Regions from separate parts of the Zea mays genome. Here region 1 is linked to region 2. A link is a contact called in public Hi-C data. All regions are on one chromosome and are shown on one strand. Each heading gives the region's core, a stretch centred on a gene start, on an enhancer-like site or on the middle of the called end of the contact. The rest is flanking DNA. Distances are from core to core; before and after follow the strand shown. Region 1 holds the start of LOC100273953 (plastid transcriptionally active 6). Region 2 holds the start of LOC100275011.

The links. Hi-C and Micro-C count contacts between places; a contact is called where the count stands out from the background.
Region 1: a contact with region 2 is called in a Hi-C map of leaf, with 7 times the contacts expected there. The contact joins the promoter of LOC100273953 here to the promoter of LOC100275011 in region 2. A contact is called at or near these places in 3 of 25 Hi-C or Micro-C datasets (ear, leaf and tassel).

The regions. Positions count from the first base shown.
Region 1 is chr4:189,295,502-189,299,592 of Zm-B73-REFERENCE-NAM-5.0, forward strand. It overlaps LOC100273953 (plastid transcriptionally active 6), which reads left to right and starts at 1,567. Exons shown (of 6, transcript NM_001148342.2): 1 at 1,567-2,148; 2 at 2,402-2,470; 3 at 2,563-2,667; 4 at 3,780-3,899; 5 at 4,058-4,091. The coding sequence starts at 1,603.
Region 2 is chr4:189,135,955-189,139,658 of Zm-B73-REFERENCE-NAM-5.0, forward strand. It overlaps LOC100275011, which reads right to left and starts at 2,288. Exons shown (of 23, transcript NM_001350146.1): 1 at 1,642-2,288.

The DNA.
Region 1 (4,091 bases), core at 317-2,816, 160 kb after region 2:
GGTGAGTAACATATGTTCAAACCTCTTTTTGTTGTGAAAGAACATATGCATCTTCTGCTTGATCGGCTTTGTAGTCAGATGAACCTTTATTTTATTCCCATACAGTTTCTTTGGGACATTAGGCATGTCATAGAGTTGGCATACAAACATGTCCCAATTGTTATGTATAAACTTGACGAGTGTATCTTCCTATTTATTGGACAGACCGACCCTAATGGTCACTATCTTGAAGATGTTGAGGAGGTCGAGCGAGACCTTCTTAGTATGCACAATTGGTCGAATGTTGAGGTTGCTTGGTTGAGGCTGGAGTTGATGATTGCGGTCTTGCACTCATCGGAGAACCCGAGGCTGATCCTTTTGGTTTCCTCAGTCGGCCGCATAGAGGTCGCAGCCGATGCTTCATTTCAGGGGATCGTGAAGCCATCCTTCGCCTGCTTGTCGTTGACCTATGTAGGGAGAGCTACCGAGGGCCCGACCGTGATAGCCGTTTATGTAGCACCTCGGAAGCACTCGGCGGCGCCTTGAAAATCGACGCGAACAGTGATGATCCCCTGAGAACCTAGCATCTTGAGTATCATGTACGAGTAATGCAGAATGACCATGAATTTTGCCAATCCCGGTCTTCCAATGATGGTGTTGTATCCATAGTCAAACTGAAAGTCGCCTAGAGGGGGGTGAATAGGCGAAACCTAAAATTTACAAACTTTAAACATGCTTTATGCCGGGGTTAGGGTTAGGAATGAATTCGGAGTGCGGAAGATTGTTTCTCTTGCTATGAGTCGCTCAATCAATGCGGATAACCTTGTGAGCAAACTCAAATCGATATGAGCAAGGGAACTTTAGAGAGAGGAGAGGGGATAAACAAATCGAGTAGAGATCAACACAAATGAACACGACGATTTGTTTACCGAGGTTCGGTTCCAAAGAACCTAATCCCCGTTGAGTAGACCACAAATACCGGGTCTATTCCAACCCTTTCTCTCTCCCAATCGGTTAAACAGACCAGTCGAGACTTCTCCTTAATCACTTGGGTTACTAAGACCCCGCAAGGATCACCACACCTTAGGTGTCTCTTGCTAGCTTTACAAAACACTTAGAAGAATTATAATGAGAAGGAGAAAACAATCCAAGCAACAAGAGCAACAAAAGGAATACAAAACTCTCTCTTTTCAAGTCACTAAGCAATTGAGTTAATCTTGAGGCTTGGAGAGGATTTGATATTTTGAATGTGTTTTGGAACGAATGCCTTGCTCAGTAACTATGAGTCGTGTGTCTATGTCGAGGATGAAATGGCACGATTTATTGAGCATATCATACATGGAGCCTTTCGAACACTTGATCTGTTGTGTCTTTTCTCTTTCAGATCTCTGGCACGGTCGTTTGTTGTGATAAGTCGGCAATATTCATTGCTATCTCCCTCCTTTTGATTTGATGTTCATTTGATATCCTGTAGTACTACTGACTGTACTGTTTGCAGGTTTGGGCTAATGGGCTGAATGCTAGTGTCCTCATGGGCCATGTGTCTAGCCGCGAAACGAGCCGGGGGTGGTATTGCTATGTGAGGGCCTCGGGCCTCCCGACCCCTCCGTCGAAGCCGCAGCCATGGCGACCACCACCACCACCACTCCACTTATCGTCTCCTTCTCGCGCAGCTGCAGCTGCCCCTATCCACACCGCCACTTCCCCGGCAAGCCCAAGCTGCCCGCACCCACCTCCTGCTCCCTCTCCCTCCGCCTCCTCGCTGCCCCCCTTGCCGTCCTGCCGCGGCGCCCGCGTGACGTGTCGGCGGCGTACGGCGACGGCGACATGGACGACGACTTCGGCGACTTCGACCCCGACGACGCGGACGGCGTCGGCGAGGACGACGACGTCGACAACGAGCAGGACTACGACGTCGACTACGACCGCCTCCTAGCTCCCGTCGTCAAGCCGCCGTCGCCGCCGGGCGCGTCGGCGTCGCCCGGGGAGGAGGGCGACATCGCCATGGTCGCCGCCGACAGCTTCGTCTCCACGCGGGATTCAGCGTCCGACACCGTCGTCGACTACGCCGTGGATGAGGACGAGTTTCACAAGATTAGGCTGCTCCACTGCGACTTCCTTATCCGCAAGGTGCCCGACCCCGACGACGACGTCTTCGACTTCAGAGAGGTATATGTAGCCATAAGACAACCTTCTCATTAGTCAGTACTACCGCTGAGCTTCCTAGTACAATTTGTGACAACTGCCTGCGGTATTTCAATCTCACCAAACCTGCTGTCCATCACTATGCTTCTGGTCAAGTGCGACATTTCATCGAACACGTGCTGGCGATGCTACCCAGATTAACAACATCACATGTACATGTCTTCTGACTCAATTGTGTGGCGCTCATCTTGCTGAGCACGGCATTTCTGCGCAACAGATGTATGTCACGCCACCGGACACCGACATCTACTCCATTCCGAGGGTTCTTGCCCCGATGCCGCAGAAGGTGGGAACACACTTTTCAGCTATTTCGCATGTCAGTTCAGATGAATGTGAAATGTCATGATGTGTGATTCTTGTTTCTCTTGTTGGGATTAGTACGCGAGGTGCACGAAGAAAAACTTTGGCCGTTACCACGTGAGCGAGCCACCAGTTGAGCATTTGCGCGATCCACTGTACAAGACAGAGAGGGAGATCATGAAGGTATGCTGGGATCTTCTTTTTTCCTGATCTCTTGACTCCCCCCCCTATTTTGCTTCTCCCTGCTAAATGTCAAGATGGAATCTGCTTTGCAAGTTACTATGCCTATCTAGCACTTACGTGTAGGCTACTGTGCTCGTGTGAAGTTGATTTAGTCAAGCATCTTGTAAAGCATTTCGCAGAGCTTTGAGTTCATCATCATGAAGCAGTTCATTTTTGGAATTTTAAATTGTTCGTTGTCCTAGTTTTGTAAATTCTGTAGACCCTAAAACGGGAATATTCAAACAGTGAATTACCTAGGTTTCTGCTCTTATACTTGGACAAAATGCAATAGTGTGCCTTTACGGTTAACTAGGAAGAAAGTAGAAAGCTTGACATCTTACAACAAAATGTAGTATCAGGGTGCTATGAGAGATTAGCACCCTGTTAGATCAGAGAAACAAGACACATTGCAGTCTAAGTTAGGGGGGTAGCACTATAGCAGCATTATATTGGGCGGCCCAGCCTGCACCGTAGTGAGAATTTACTTGTAAACAATCCCATATTTCATGTATCTTTGTTCTGAAGGCCCTAGGTCTCGTTTGTTCCAGAATGTCCCAGTCAGCTGAAATAGAAATGTCCACCTATGCTTCTGTATTGCCCTGCTTTGCTAGCTTCTGTTAAGGTCAGTTTTAACTTGATACTACCCTGGAAGGTGAGGCGTGACTGTTAATGTATACTCCCTCCGGTGTCCTATTAGTTGTAGTTTTGGACCAGGTTTGAGTCAAACTTATAAAACTTTGACTACAAATAACCGTTTTGTTATTTAGTTTTGGAACCTAATATTTATATCCATCGATTTGTCTTAAAAAGTACTTTTTTATAAAAGTATAAATGCATTAAGAAATTATTTGTATTTTAACAAAAAAAAACAACATTAGTCAAAGCTATATTTTGATGACCGTGTCGTTGTCTTAAACAACAAATAATTGGACACCGGAGGAGTAAGATGTTAAAGCTTTAATTCTTATTGTTTATGTGCATTAATGTTTGACACTGGTAAGAGGCCCCTTGTGGCCTTGTGAGTGTTTTTTTTTATATTCAGAACATATGCTGTATTTTGTTTCGCACCGCAGGTTTTCTTGACCAAGCACTACAGAAACAGGCGCGCTGATGACCCAGATTTTTTTCTTGATTTTGAGGAGATCTATGTTATTGACTCGAGAACAAGGTCAATCACAAGAGCTAAAGTTATGGTAAGTAAGATATTCAAAACCATGTTTCGTTGTTCGAACAAAATATTTGTTCCGACGCGTTTCTTTTTCCATGAGTCGTGGCATCAAGAATCTTGGAGTATTTCTCCACCGGTAAGGATGAGAACGTCGTCCCACTGATATCCACCCATGTGTGACAGGTTAGTGTTCCTGAAGGAAAGAAAAGAGACCGGC
Region 2 (3,704 bases), core at 1,038-3,537:
TGTGTGGCGCAAATCAAGACACCAAACAGAACAAAGGGAATTAAAATAGTAAATAGAAGAAATAAGCTCAGATGTAGGTTTTTAAAGTCAACATGGTCCTCGGATAAGTGAACATAAGCTGCAAACCGAAGTGACTTTGCCTCAAGGGTCAAAGGACAACTTAATTTACATGGTGCATAAAAAATCCAAAAAGGATCTAATGTTTAGAAATTCCAAACCTACCCAAAATTGTTTTGGACAAAAGGCTATGCTGTTGTTGTTGTTTAGAAATTCCAAACAGACTGCAAAAATAAAAAAAAAGATCTAAGGAAAACAGAACATTTACATGTACAGACAGACACTTCTTTGCCCAAGAGAATCAACAATCTTTAATGTTTATCACAGGATAACTTGAAGATCATAATGTTCAACCCCATCTTTATCGCCAAAACATCCTATCTACCAATCATATATCATGCACTCTCATGCCAACTTTGTTGCTGGAATGTCTTAAGCCTCCAGTGACATCAAAAGATTAGGGTCAGCCAACTTTTTCTTTTTCTTTTTTTTCGTGAACGCGCAGGAGAGCTGCGCATCATTAAATTAAGAGAAGAAAACAGTCCAAAATGGACCAAAGTACAATGCGTCAATGCCACAATAGGCCAAACACAAGACCACCAATTCCTGCTATGCACTTCACCAGTGGCTACTAATTGACACAATCCAGGCTTTACCTATGTTTTAATCTAGGCAAAACTGAAAGTGGGATATTAGCAAAATGGTTCATAGAAGGTGCTAGAGGCAAATTCCCATTTAAACTATAGCAACACGGTAATGCTAGATCTAGATGTAATGCGAGCAAATCAATGATAGTAGTATCTCACTAGGAACTTGAAGGGGTGGCATTCATTATGAATGTGATAGTACCTATTCGATGCCGAAAACTTTTCAAAGATATTGCAACTTGCATTTTTTTTGTTCTATATGTATACATACGCCACCATGATCATCAAAATATTTTCATGACCAGTTGTCCAGTTAAATATCCAGAAAAATACTGCTTAGTTTTTATCCAAAACATACTAGTTGAAAGACTGGTGATCATGCCACATTTAAGTGGTCAATGACATTAAGAATTAGAATGACATGCTAGTAGATGCTACAGCCTGCAACAAACAGTTGGGTACAATATTCTTGTTTTGTATCAATTTTTATTATGAATAGAGAATTGATCGGTGTTATACAGTAAAAGAGTGATACGAAATATAATTTAGACAAGCGCCTAGCCCCGACAACATTTCAAAGCGATTAAGCAGCAGAAGATACTAGATTGTGGCAAGCCATGATTAATTCCACCATATCATTACTGTCCTGCTAGCAAGAGGAGCGAGGTTGATTTTCCGTGACTTCCGGGGTCTTTTTTAGCGAGCATAACGTATAACGGAAATTGATAAATAGTTTTCAGTTTGCAGGTATCATAATCAATTCATACGACCAGCGGTTGAACCACAATTTGTCCCTTTTAAGCTCAGTCAAGTAATTGCTATCCTGAACACACCCCCCCCCCCCCTGTACACTTCGCGCCAAATCCAGCAAACAGTCTAGTATAACATCAGTGCGAGCAGTAGGAACAGCATCTGCAAACTGCATCACATCCATTACCCGTTCCTTGGGGCGCCACTTGGAAACGAGGCCGCTGGTGGAGGCCGCTGAGGCGGCTGCGGTAGCTTCGTCAATCCCCTCGTGGCGCTGGTCGCACAGCACGACCACCTGGGACAGGTACGCCGCGGGCGCCGGCTTCTCCACCTCGGCGACCTCCAGCTCGTTCCTGGGCTCCGGCCCGTTGGCGACGGGGAGGTCATCCGCGATGTGGTTCTGGTGGCTGTGGTGGTGATGGGGCAGCGGTGGCACCGGGGCCGCGGCCGACGACGGCGAAGATGAGGAGTGGCCGAGCCTGAACGTCATGGGATCTCCCAATGCCATCGACGCTTGCTGTGCCTCGCTTCCGCACCCAGTCACACTCCAGTCACCCCGCAGTCATCATGAGGTCGGGAAGCTCGCTCACCTACATCGATCGGATCGCACAAGCGTGGCGTGTCCGAGGTGGGGAGCCAGATCAGTGAAGGGTGGGCCGGTGGGGAGACTGGGCAGAGGTTGGTAGGGGAGGGGTTTAGGGTTAGGGTTTGGATGCAGCTGGGAGATGAGAGAGAGAGAGAGGTGGCAGGGGAAGGGAAGCGGCGTCTCGATGCGTGAGGGAGCGAGGAAGCAGGCGACGCCGAGACTCGAGAGAGAACGAGAGATTGACCAGTGAAAGAAAATAAAAATCGCCATAAAGAGTATAAATAGAAATTGATTATCCCTTCCCTACTATGTTGTTGTCTTTTAAAAAAATAAAGACTCATCTTATTAAAAAAATTGTAATCACCAAAGGTCACTCGTTTTAAACAAGTATAGATGTACATGAGGCACGGACCCGTAACCCGGCCCGAGGCCCTTTTTTTTGGCCCGGTTCACGCCGGCCCGGCACGTATGGAATGGATCCGGGCGGGCACGGCCCAGTGGACCAGGTCGTGCCTGGGCCGCTGGCCACGCACGTGGGCCGGCACGGCACGGCCTGCTCCGTGCGGACAGCCCGGTCGGGGCCCGTAGCCGACACCGTGGCCAGCCGCCCCCTTAACTCCTCGGCTCCTCGCCCCATGGGCCCCACCTCTCAGTCCCTCGCACTCGCATTCGCACCTGCTCGCTCCCTGCTCCCTCTCTCTCTCTCGACTCGGCGGCGATTGACTTGGCGAATCGGCGAATCCCCCCCGACGCGGCGCCGCCCCGATCCAGCAACCTCAGCTTCCGTCCCCGACGCCGGTGACCTCGATCCACCAACTCCTCTCTAACCCTAACCCCTCTCCCCTATCCAATCCCCTCTCTCTCGGTGAACTATGTGAGTTCGTGTTGTCGTCTCGCCCTCCCCTCCGGCCCTCCCCCGCTCGACGTCGTCTCTAATCGGTCTCTGTCTGTCGTGTGTCGTCTGGGTGGCCCCGTGTTCTCCGGCATCGGGCTCCGGTAGCACAGGTAAACCCTAACCCTAATCCTAACCCTAGATCTTTCGTAAACCCTAACCCTAACCCTAACTGTATATTGTTCTGCTCTTTTGTAGGTCAGTTGTTGATGCCTCGTCTTCCTCCTCTGGGGTAGATCGAGCATGGCGACTGCGTGCTCCGTTGAGGGATGGTGCTGGAGTTCGGCCGTCCGCGGTGAAGGTCGCCATGGCGGATGATGACGATGTCAATCCGGTCACCGGCAACGACGACCTTCGCGCGGCAGGGCTTGTCCCAGATGACGAAGACGACATCGAGGCTGATGCTGTTGCTTTGCTCGGTATCGATCTAACCTCTGCTCCTGTCGATCTAAGTTCTAATCCGACCAACGCTGGTGGAGGGCCTGCTACGGCCACCGATACTCCGATCGGCTCCACCAGCACCGATGGTGGTACTGGTACCTCATATGTTGGTAAGCGTAAATCTGATCTGTGCTTTCACTGCTTTGTTCTAGTGTGCTGAGTGATTGTGAGATAGTCATTTTGTATTGTAATATACATTTGTAACAGATACAAACTTAGTGATTAAACTTTGAGCTGGCTGCACTCTTTTTTCCTTTCTAGGTTTTCTCACAAAGGTGAGTTTTACCTAGAAAGGTTTTTAATGAGGCAGCATTGCACAAAACAGCTCATT